Regions from separate parts of the Hordeum vulgare genome. Here region 1 is linked to region 2. The links are chromatin contacts, called in public Hi-C maps. All regions are on one chromosome and are shown on one strand. The core of a region is the stretch at or near the end of the contact, and the rest is flanking DNA. Distances in the headings are between cores, read along the strand shown.

Region 1 (5,571 bases), core at 723-3,222, 150 kb before region 2:
TTTTGGCGTGGTCTCGGTAGGTGGTGCAATCGTACGTCCACGAAGATGGAGACTTCAACCCACGGAGGGTAACGGTTGTGCGCGTCCACGGAGGGCTCCAGCCACAAGGGGTCCACGAAGAAGAAACCTTGTCTATTCCACCACGACTTACTCCATGAACGACTAGCCTCACTCGGGGTAGATCTTCACGAAGTAGGCGGTCTCCTTGCCCTTATAAACTTCTTGGTTCAATTCCACATGATTTGGAGGCTCCCAAGCGATACCTAACCAATCTGGAAGACACCACTCTCCAAAAGGTAATAGATGTGCTATGGATAATGAACTCCTTGCTCCAGTGCTTCAAAAGATAGTATCCTCAAGACCCAATCACTCTCTCATACAATTTGGCTTGGTAGAAGATATTCATTGGATGGAAAGCAACTTGGGGAGGCTAGAAATCGAGTTTCATATGGTTGGAGTGGAAAATCTTGATCTCAACACATGAGTATGTGGTTCTCTTTTAGAAAATGAATGGTGGAATATTTGCTTGTTCTGAGTGCTCTCTCTGCGAGTGAGAGGGAGGTGCAGGGGTATATATAGTCAACTCCAAAAATCCAACCATTACAACATTATTGCCCAACTCGATAGAATCGAAGTAAAAACACGGTTGCACCGACTAGTACAAAATGTTCTAACTTTTGGCTTTTCAGTGAGACCGGTACAAAGCATCTCGGTGAGACCGATTCAGTTGGCCTGGGCAGTTCCAAGGAATGGACACCAACAAGGTGGTCACTGTTTTCGGTTGTACGACCTGTACCGAAGCGAATCTCAGTTGTACCGATTTTCTAGGGTTTGGCTTTGGGTTCTGTTTAAGGAAAACTCGGTGTGGCCGATATGGAAATGTTGGTGGCACCGATTCTGACTTTAGGGTTTTGAACAGAATATTTTGTGCGAGAAATGTTGATGGTTTTGGTGGCTAATCTCTAAGTACTTTGAGCAACCAGATCATCACATATACTTCATCCATTTTTAATAGTAATGGCTTTTCTATGGACTTAAATGTTATTTCTCACATAAATATGAAATGTAGAGTTTTGAAGCTTCAAGCTTTGCCAATCCTCTTCTTCTTTTCCTTCTTGGGGATCCTCCTCACAATTCCCAACCACCGCAACTTTTTGGACTCAATTTGAAATAAACTAGATAAAACTATTAGTTCAAAAGATAATGTATGTTGTGAGGAATTATCAAAACTCTAGGGGAACATATGTGCTTTCAAAACCCTATCAGGTTAGTGCCAATGCACCCTACCCACATTCCTTCCCCGAGGAAGAAGTCGACCAATCAGCCGACGAAGAGGTGATGAAGGTCGACGTACCATACAAAGGAGGCAACACATCATCCAACTGTCGCGTTGGAGCGACATGACGATCACACATGCCCCTCCCAAACGATGCAGATGGTAGCGGGTCGGCATCCGACGACGAGGTCATGACGTCGTCGCTCCACATGTCGCCGTCACAAGCGTGGTTGCTCGCCTCATGGGCGATGGAGAACACCACCTCGAGAGCGGCGATGGAGGAGAGAGCAAGGGGTAGAGCTGGTGTGGTCTAGCGGGCTAGCTAGCGAGGCCCGGCCAGGTGGGGGAGGGGTACTTTTAGTTGTGTCCACTTTGCAAAAAAATATATTTAAATCTCTGTGTATCCAATCTGTTTTGGCTGCGTGTCTCGATCAACGTTACTATGTCCACTTGACTAGCGCCATTTATAAACAAATACGTAGCCAAAATTGTATCAGGACCGTATGTGAACCCTAAGACAAGTTCAGTGACCGTATTTTGAAGTAGAGGAAGCAAGCTGCTGAGTTTGAGCGCAAGTCCCCGTGCCGATAAGGCCATGTAAAGTCTGCTCGGGGGCGTGTGGAAGCCAAGGCACCCACAAGGCACGCAATATGTGGTTGTCGGAGCCGGTTTGCTGCGCATCAACCAATCACCGGCCGCCTCTTCTCCACTTCCCGCAGGGACATATAACCCGTGCCTCATCTGCAAGCCTGTGGTGGACACAGGCAGTGCTAGCTCGCTCGCTCGATCGTCCTCTCCGCCCTGTAGCAGCCAGCCACCATGGCCTCCACCGCGCTCTCCACCGCCTCCAACCCCACCCAGGTAACCAGCAATTCATTCCTTGTTCCTGCTGCGGTCTCATCTCTCCGTCTTCTCTTCTCGGTGGATTCCTGTTCCTTTTTGTTCTTGTTGTGCCGTAGTTTGGGTGTGCGAGAGTTGCTGAGAACATGTTGGTGCACAGCTCTGCCGAACCCGTGCGAGCTCGCTATGCAAGCCCGTCAAGGGCCTGGGCTTCGGCCGGGAGCGCATCCCGAGGAACATCACATGCATGGCCGGCAGCATCTCCGCGGACCGCGTCCCGGACATGAGCAAGAGGGAGCTGATGAACCTCCTGCTGCTGGGCGCCATCTCGCTCCCCACCTTCGGCATGCTCGTCCCCTACGGCTCCTTCCTCGTCCCGGCCGGCTCCGGGAGCAACGCCGGAGGGGTCGCCGCCAAGGACAAGCTCGGCAACGACATCCTCGTCGAGGATTGGCTCAAGACGCACGGCCCCAACGACCGCACGCTCGCCCAGGGGCTCAAGGTACCTTCAGATTCAAACGGCCATTCTGAAGCCTTCAGACTTCAGAGATAGTATATGCAGCTGCTGGATCACCCCAAGCCCAGACCCAGAGTAAGTTGCTGAAATCGTGTGGATGTCGTTGCAGGGTGATCCTACCTACCTTGTGGTGGAGTCCGACAAGACCCTCGCCACCTACGGGATCAACGCCGTCTGCACGCATCTTGGCTGCGTCGTGCCTTGGAACGCCGCCGAGAACAAGTTCCTCTGCCCTTGCCATGGATCCCAGTACAACAACCAGGGCAAGGTTGTCCGTGGACCTGCACCTCTGGTAAGAAAACAAAGACCTTCCAACTGAACCTTTCTGAAGAATCCATTGCTTTGCTTACTGAACCCAACTAAGCTGACCTGATCTGCATTGCTCTTCTGAAACAGTCGCTGGCCCTCGTTCACGCCGACGTCGACGACGGCAAGGTCGTCTTCGTGCCATGGGTGGAGACCGACTTCAGGACCGGCGAGAACCCGTGGTGGAAATAAGCGACACAAGCTCCGGCAGCAAAGCTCACTCGTGTGATATGTTAAGCCTCCTGCCAGTCCTAAGAACGCTGCTATAAGAGTACTCCTGCTATAAATGCACCTGTTTCTTGTATCCAGTTATATGTATACAGTCTATGAAAGAAGAGAAACCTTTTCATTGCATATAAGTAGTAGTTGTATCATATTTTGAGGACTCAGAATCTGGTACGACGTAGACACTTTTTCCATAGCTGATCAAACCTGAAACACATCTCCTGAATTTAGACACCCCAATATTTGTTGTTGGAGAGAATTAGTCTAGTTCTCCCAACAACAAATATGTAGGAACAAAGGAAGTAGTAGTAATAGTTAAAGAGCTAGGATGGCATATCTGCAGCATTTGTTTCAAAAGGGCAATGCAGAGTCGATCTGTTCTGGAAACGATACGAGCCACTGTCTCTAGAGGCTATTCTCTCAAGTAGGAGTATCTGGCATAGCTTCTCTGTTCAGAAACGACACTTTCCTCTTGAATCAAGTCAACAATGGAACTTTAATTCGTTCTCCCTAGTCCTACTCGAAGAGAGAAGCCAATATGCCATTCTAAGTACAGAATCATCCAGGATTGGTAATGCCAGGAAAATAGCTGCTGAGGATAAACATCAATCAAGTATAAAAACGAAGAAATGAAACAATATGGGTATCAAAAGCAAGCAATCCAAATTTGTGGCATATAATAAGGAGAAAGCTAGAATGGATTCAGTAAATTAAGCTTCCAGCAAAACAAATACGCAAACATTGGCATCAAAGCTAGAGTAGATATATAGGACACTCATGGACCATGATACATCCAGCATCAAGCATATGAATACAAAATGCAGAAACATTGTGTTTCGCAGATAAAAAAAATCTTCTAGTAGAATATATATGAATCCAGTCCCACATTACAGTAACTTGCTATTACTAATAACACCAAATGTACTCATCACATAATAACAATCCAAGAATCTATTTCAGTCGACGAAAAATGTGATATCCATGACCCATCCATCCTCCACCTCCCTCATCTATACAGCTACCAACAGTAACCAGCAGAAACAGTGAACATTTACCACGGCAATGCAAAAATCTTGGCTCGGATATAAGCGATCATCAGAAGAACTAACCATCTCCAGGAATAGCCCATGCGATCATCAGAATCTACCACGGCCATGACTCTTCCTCCCCTTGCGCCTAGGGAGAGTGAGACTCACCTTCCGGCGGCTTCCCCTCCACCGAGTAGACTTCCGTGGCGGGTGGCGGCGCGTACATCACCTGACGGAATGGCGGCATGGGCCGCGGGACGCCGTAGACGGCACCAGCGCCCCCAGACGCGTAGAGATCTCCCGGGGCTTGGTTTCTCCCCCCACCGACAATGTGGTAAACCGGCCCAGGCATGTAGCCGCCGTGCCCAGCCGGGTCGAGGTAGTGGACGGGGCGCACAGGCACGTAGTACACCGGCTGCGCCATGTACGGTGGCGGCGGGGCCGGCCACGGGGCGCTCTCCGCGACGTATGGGGCCAGAGGAGCGCCCAGCACGGGAGCCGGCGCGTCGTCGTCGTCGCCTTGCGCCATCTCCGCGTCAGACTTGGGCTGCGCACCCGCGCCGGGGCTGGGCTCCTCGGAGGTAGTGTCGAAGCCGAAGAGGTAGTCCGGGACCTCCGAGACGACCGACGAGGCCTCGGATCGGCCGCGCTCGATCGAACCGGGCGGTGGGGCGTTGAGCTGGTCCACGAACCACTGGTCGGAGGAGGCGTCGCCGACACCGGAGAGCACGGAGCCGAACGCGCCCGCGGAGGAGTGATCTGGTGAGGCGGCGAAGAGGAAGAGGCGCAGGCGGGGCGGCTTGACGGCGGTGGCGGCGAGGCTGTGGACGCGGTCGAGCTCCTCCATGAGGTTGTCGACGTCGTCGTCGGAGGAGACGGAGATGAGCGCGTCGAGGTCGTCGTGCGGGAGCTTGTACCTGAGCGCCGGAGTGGGGTCGCCGGGAACGAAGAGCGCGGGGGCGAGCTTGGCGAGCGCGGCGAAGAGGACGGCGTGGGAGGTGGTGCGCGGGACGGAGACGATGCGGGTCTCGCCGCCGACGTAGCGGAGCTGGTGGTCGCCCGGGCGCGGCAGGATGCGGCCGCCGAAGCTGCACATGAGGCGCACGTACGGGGCCCCGTGCGCCTGCGCCTGCGCCCGCGGAGGAGGCGGGTGGTGGCCTCCGTTGCCGTTGCCGTTGCCGTTGCCGTTGCTGCTGCCGGTGCTGCCGGCCCCGGCGCGGGGGGTGGAGGTGGCCGAGGGGGCGTCGTGGTGGTGCGACGCGGATGACGTCATGGGCGCCGGCCGGCGGCGTGGGCGGAGGCCGGAGGGCGATGACAGGGCGGGGGTGGAGGCAGGCTGTCTGCCGCCGCAGGAGGTGTTAATTGCGAGGGGGCATTGG
Region 2 (5,687 bases), core at 323-2,822:
GCCCAAACAGTCCAAGCAAATCCAGAAGGACACTTTAGCTTATATAGAAAGAAGTGATAGAATTATGCTACTAAGTACTACTGGCTTCATTCAGATCATCAATTAAATAATCTATTGCAACATTCAGAGAAAGGAGACGAGACACATTTTTGCATACAGATTTCAATCAAAAATATCAAGTGAGTTTCACAAACAAACACATACCGGGAACAGAGAGACATAGTAATCCTCGATAGTAAGCATACTGTTCCAGGCAAATAAGCTTCCATTTCCCAAGAAAAAACAAACAACTATACCCCAGAACTTCCCCTGCCAGACACAGCCAAAAGTAGCAGCAGTCAGCACAAAACACTCAAATCAAAGTTGAGAACAGTGCAATAACCATCAGATGAACTTGCAGAAAGAAAGAAAATACCTTAACTGCAGCTTCCCCGCCACCTGCCACCTCGAGGCCCATGATAACCAAGTTCACCTGTCCAATCAAAGCAGGCAGCACTGCAAAGAGTTGTATGTAACTGGTTCAGAAATCAGGACTGAAAAAGGCGTGAAACTGGGTTTCAACACCTGAAGATTTCGTTCGTCAGAGTTTCAGAGAAAGAAGTGGACGTCTGCGCAGCCCAAGCAAAGACTTTGGCTCGACGACACAGTTCATTGCAATATGCTAGACACTTGGACACAACAAGAAACTAATTCATTTCTATAAAAAAACAAGAAACTAATTTCGGTATCCGACTTCATAGAAGTGTCCAAATCCGCAGGTATCTAAAACTGGAGTCTGAACCTTCACGGGCACCAATTCCCCAGTCACCTGTAGTAGTAGGAATCCGGGCATCGAGACCAAAAAAGTGGCCAATTCACGCCATGAATCCGATTTAGCGCCGTCAGGATTGGAGCCGTGCCATCTTCGTCTCGGCGGTGGTCTTCTTTGGGAACTCCATTACGGAGTGAACGCAGATCGGCCTCGTGCGAACACGACCGAACGATGATGGCCGGACTACGGAGTACGGACAGCACGCGGCAACCAATTCGGCAAGTAATAGCGCATTGATTTGGGATATATGATTCCTCGCTGCCGGAGAAAAGAAAGAATCGATCCCCAAGAAACCCGTGAAAGAAAATAACAACCCATCCAACTCCAATCAAACCACTAGGATTACTTGCCGAAAAAAAAAAAGAGAAACCAATCCAAGAGAGTCCAGTACCAGCCGGCCTCGTTTGTTGGACCCCGTCGCCGTCGGGTTGGAGGACAAAAAAAAGGAAGGCTGTGATGGGATGAGGAACTCGGGGAAGAAGAGGCAGGTTACGGGAGAGCAGAGCACTGACCGGAGGGAGGAGGAGCAACCACGGAGCGCGCGGCGGCCGGCGGTGGCGGCCAAGGGCGTGGAGAGGAGGCGGGATCTGTGTGGGCTTGTGGACCGTGCGGCCGTATATATAGTAGCTGTTGAGATTTACGAATGTCAGTTGAGATTTACGTGGGAATCTTTTAACTTTCGTTGACAGCTCGTTGGGGGGAATCTTTGAGTATCCTCCTCAGGCTAACGTGTATGACGTGCGGGCACCGGGATCAGTCGGCGCATGAGTTCATCCATCTGGGAGAAATCTTAAACGGAGACGACTTTATTTGGATAGGAAAGTCGGACGGCGTAGCCGTTCAGACGGTCTGTCCTGCACGTGTTCCCACTACGAGTCCACACCGGAGCGGGTCTGTGGAATTATTTTAATACTCTCCCTCCGTTCCTAAATACGGAGTATAAGTTTTTTAAAAGATTTTACTAAGAAACTATCCGAATATATTTAGACATACTTTAAAATATAGATTTATTCATTTTACTTCGTATGCAGTCTTTTATTGAAATTTAAAAAAAAACTTATATTTAGTAAGGACGGGAGTACTAAAAAGGGATCGGTGTGTTGCAACTTGCAACGGATGAGAAAAATACTACAATTCTTAACCCAACAATCATGACCTTAGACTCATATATTGCTCCGCTCATAGTAACACACTTCAATGTTGATGGTTTGTGCAAGCGAGAGCGTGCATGCTCCTTCCGCCGTTTGCCACTCCGGCGTCGGTGTCCACCCCCCGCTGCTGGTCACTCCGACCCCAGCGGCCACCTAAATCCCTCATCTTCCGATGGCTCTCCTCCCTTTCGGGCCGTCCTTCTCCCTGCTCGTGCTCATGGCGGCGAGCCCGTGTTCAGTCACCTCCTCCTCCCGTCGGTCTGGGGAGCGGTCGGTGGTATCGGGCCTCAGCCTCTCGTCGAGCTCCGATGGCTCGAAGGCCCGCGTCCCCCCGTCGTTGGTGGATCCCGTCCGTGAACCGCCGCCTGTTGTGGCTTCTGTGCAGTAGATCTGGACGCAGCCGTCGCCATCAAAGAAGTAGTTGTGGAGGAGGCGTCGTTGATTTGGCGAGTCCGCGATGCACGGCGCTCCGCCTGCTCGCGAGTGGAGCAAGGTTTCGCCGGAGATGGAGAGCCTCTACTTTCATTGCTTCGAGGAAGAGCACTTTCGCATGGACTGTACCAATCCCATGGTGTGCTTCCATTGAGGCAACCCGAGACACGGCTCCAAGGAATGCAAATGGCCTCACATCCCGTCCACGGAGGAAGAGCTTCAGCGTGAGGTGGCGGCTCGGGTGACTGGCCAGGACAAGGCACCGTCATGTCTCCCCGTGGGTAGGGATCCTATCCTGACACCTCCGCCGCCTTCGTGCCCGGCGCGGTTGAGGAATGGCCGCGTCTGTGCATCCCGCGTCTCGTGTGTGCGGTTCATGAAGAACTCGCCCCCATCAGAGATGTGCATCGCCCGACGCACCCGTTCCATGGCGGACTTAGAGGAAACACTGCAATTTTCGATGGTGGCTTTTGCGGGTGGTGCTCGGCATGACATCATGTTGGAGTTCGTGAGGGAGGCATTAACGGTGGTGGTCGGAATCGAGCCTGAATGGACCTCCTTTCACTCCTTCCGGCCGGAGTATTTCCTGATCGTTTTCTCCCGCTAGGATCACCGCAACTTGGTCACTACATGGCCTTTCATCGAGCACCGTGGCATCCGTCTATTCTTCAGGCAGTGGAATCGCCAAGCCCAAGTCGTTCACTCTGCATTCAATTTCAAGGTTGAGCTGGTTCTAGAGGGAATCCCATCGCATGCCTCAGATCGTGGTGTAGCTGAGGACCTGCTGGGCTCTTCATGTATGGTTGACACTGTGGCGCCGGAGAACTGCGCCAGGAGTGACCTCACGGCTTTCAAGCTTTTATCTTGGACGGCGGATCCTGACGGCATTCCCTCGCTCTATTGGCTCGCCAGACCGAAGCAGGGTTTGGTTGTGCCTTTGTTCGAGCCTACTCTTCTGCAGTACAGGGTTCTGATTCACATTCACAAGGTCTCAAACTATGGCGCTTGGGAAGAGCCTATGTTCTTGGCAGAGTGGTGTGCCTTTGGATGGGCGAATCAACGGTGTCATGGTTGCCGGCGGCGCTCCGGTGCGCTTGTCATGGCAGTTTGGCATCAGAGACGTGCGTCGTGGGGGTGACGACAGGGGCGTGCTCGTGTCGGAGCTGTTGGCCCGTCGTTGAGGGGAGCGGTTGATGCCTGGCGCCTTCCAGTCATGGAGGACTGTACGGAGGTGTCAACGATGGGGCTTGCTTTACACGTCAAAGATAGCCTTTCGGTCAGAACCTCAGCTTTTGACCGCTTGACCACTACCAATGGACCAGTGCGTGGTTCAGGAGGATCCCCAAGTTCAAATCAACCAACCGCAGTCACGAAAAGTGGAGACAATGCGATGTCCGGGAGGCAGGAGTGCATTCAGATAGTGACACCGGCTACTTTAGTGGCACGGTTGGAGAGTGGCCCTATCAGGGAGGAGAACGTGGCAGGATCGCAGCCAACAGGAAATGATGCCCATCGAAGTGAAGCCCCAATGACTGAGCCAGTTCTAGAGGCTGCCATGCTCGCCAAGGGGAAGGAAGTTGATGCGCGAATCCCAACTATTTTGGATGGCCCAGTCGAGGTTTTCGCTGGTCCGCGAGACGCGCGTGACCAACCTGGCTGGCGCGGCTAAGACCGTGGTGGGTGAAGGAATCAGGCCCTGTTTCTTTAAAAAGTCCTAGGACTTTTTTTAGTCCCAACTAAAAAGTCCCTAGTCCCTGCCCGTTTGTTTTCAGGGACTAAACAGGGACTAGAGATCATTAAATGACATGCAAAAAGACCACGTTACCCGTAGTAATGTACTAGAAGTTATTAAATGACATGCTAAAAGTAGGGGCACTATTGGAAAAGGTGTCAAAAAGTCCCAAAAGACCCTCCCATAGGGACTTCTTCCTTTAGTCCCAAATACCCCCCTTTTAGTCCCTAAAGTCCCTCCTGCTTCTTTCACATGGGACTAAAAGGGTATTTTTTTAGCCCCTACAACAAAAAGTCCCTGTAAAGAAACACCCCCTCAGTCATGTGCGTGCTTCGGAGGAGAATCTCACATCAGTGACCTTGCATGGGCTAGTGCTGGGACCAGAGTTTGTGGTGATTCCCGAACCGGTGCCGCAATCAGAGACAGCTGGGGGGCCACGTGTAGTCGTCCAAGAGGAGATGCCTAGTGGGATTAGCATGTGGGGGTCCCACCTGAGGGGATTCATACAGGGAGCGAGGCAACTTCACACTCGATCGTAATTGAGGAATTATACCGTGAGGGTCAGCAGAGGGAGACTCCTCATGCTCGTGCCTCCTTTGGCACCATGCACGGGATGGAGGGAGATCTGGAATTGGACAAGCAGCATGAACTCGAGGCCCTCATGGTCGGCATGACTAGTCAAGAAGCAGTGGCATTTGCGAAGCTCAAAACCTTCTATGCCAACACTGTTAAGAGACTGGCTCCTCCCTTCCTCAAGGAGGTGCAGGCAACTCTGTCTGAGCCGTGCACTCCTCATCGGACCACTCGCACTGCCAAGCGGTCCACTAATATTTCTCCATCATATCTACTTTTCCAAACTCTTTTGCCCTTGTTTTGGACTCTAATTTGCATGATTTGAATGGAACTAACCCGGACTAACGCTGTTTTCAACAGGATTGCCATGGTGTTGTTTTTGCGCAGAAATAAAAGTTCTCGGAATGACCTGGAAATTTACGAGGATTTTTTGTGGAATATATAAAAAATACTGGCGCAACAATCAACCGAAGAAATGGAGCATGGAGCCCACAAGCCCACCAGGCGCGGGCCCCCTGGCCGCGCCTAGCAGGCTTGTGGGGCTCACGTTGCTCCACCGCCTCCAATCCCAGCTCTATTTAGTCCCTTTCGTTCGAAAAAAATCAAGCAGAAGAGTTCATTGCGTTTTACGATACGGAGGCGCCGCCACCTCGTGTTCTTCCTCTGGAGGGCAGATGTGGAGTCCGTTCTAGGCTCCTGAGAGGGGAGATCGTCACCATCGTCATCACCAACCTTCCTTCATCGCCAATTCCATGATGCTCTTCACTGTTCGTGAGTAATCTCATCGTAGGCTTGCTGGACGGTGATGGGTTGGATGAGATCTGGCATGTAATCGAGTTAGTTTTGACGGGGATTGATCCCTAGTATCCACTATGTTCTAAGATTGATGTTGCTACTACTTTGCCATGCTTAATGCTTGTCACTAGGGCCCGAGTGCCATGATTTCAAATCTGAACCTATTATGTTGTCGCCAATATATGTGTGTTCT

What was found. A called contact is a pair of places that touch in the nucleus more often than the background predicts.
Region 1: a Hi-C map of leaf shows a contact between it and region 2, with 4 times the contacts expected there. The contact joins the promoter of LOC123425725 here to the promoter of LOC123425721 in region 2. A contact is called at or near these places in 3 of 6 Hi-C or Micro-C datasets (leaf and seedling) and 1 of 1 datasets of contacts at active chromatin or transcription factors (embryo).

What each region holds. Positions count from the first base shown.
Region 1 is chr2H:174,524,127-174,529,697 of MorexV3_pseudomolecules_assembly, reverse strand. LOC123425725 (cytochrome b6-f complex iron-sulfur subunit, chloroplastic) reads left to right here and starts at 1,972. Exons shown (of 4, transcript XM_045109434.1): 1 at 1,972-2,137; 2 at 2,277-2,618; 3 at 2,743-2,925; 4 at 3,030-3,293. The coding sequence starts at 2,096. The coding sequence ends at 3,131. LOC123425724 reads right to left here. Exons shown (of 1, transcript XM_045109433.1): 1 at 3,906-5,571. The coding sequence starts at 5,465. The coding sequence ends at 4,341.
Region 2 is chr2H:174,371,036-174,376,722 of MorexV3_pseudomolecules_assembly, reverse strand. It overlaps LOC123425721 (equilibrative nucleotide transporter 3-like), which reads right to left and starts at 1,572. Exons shown (of 10, transcript XM_045109430.1): 1 at 1,324-1,572; 2 at 416-495; 3 at 205-309. The coding sequence starts at 457.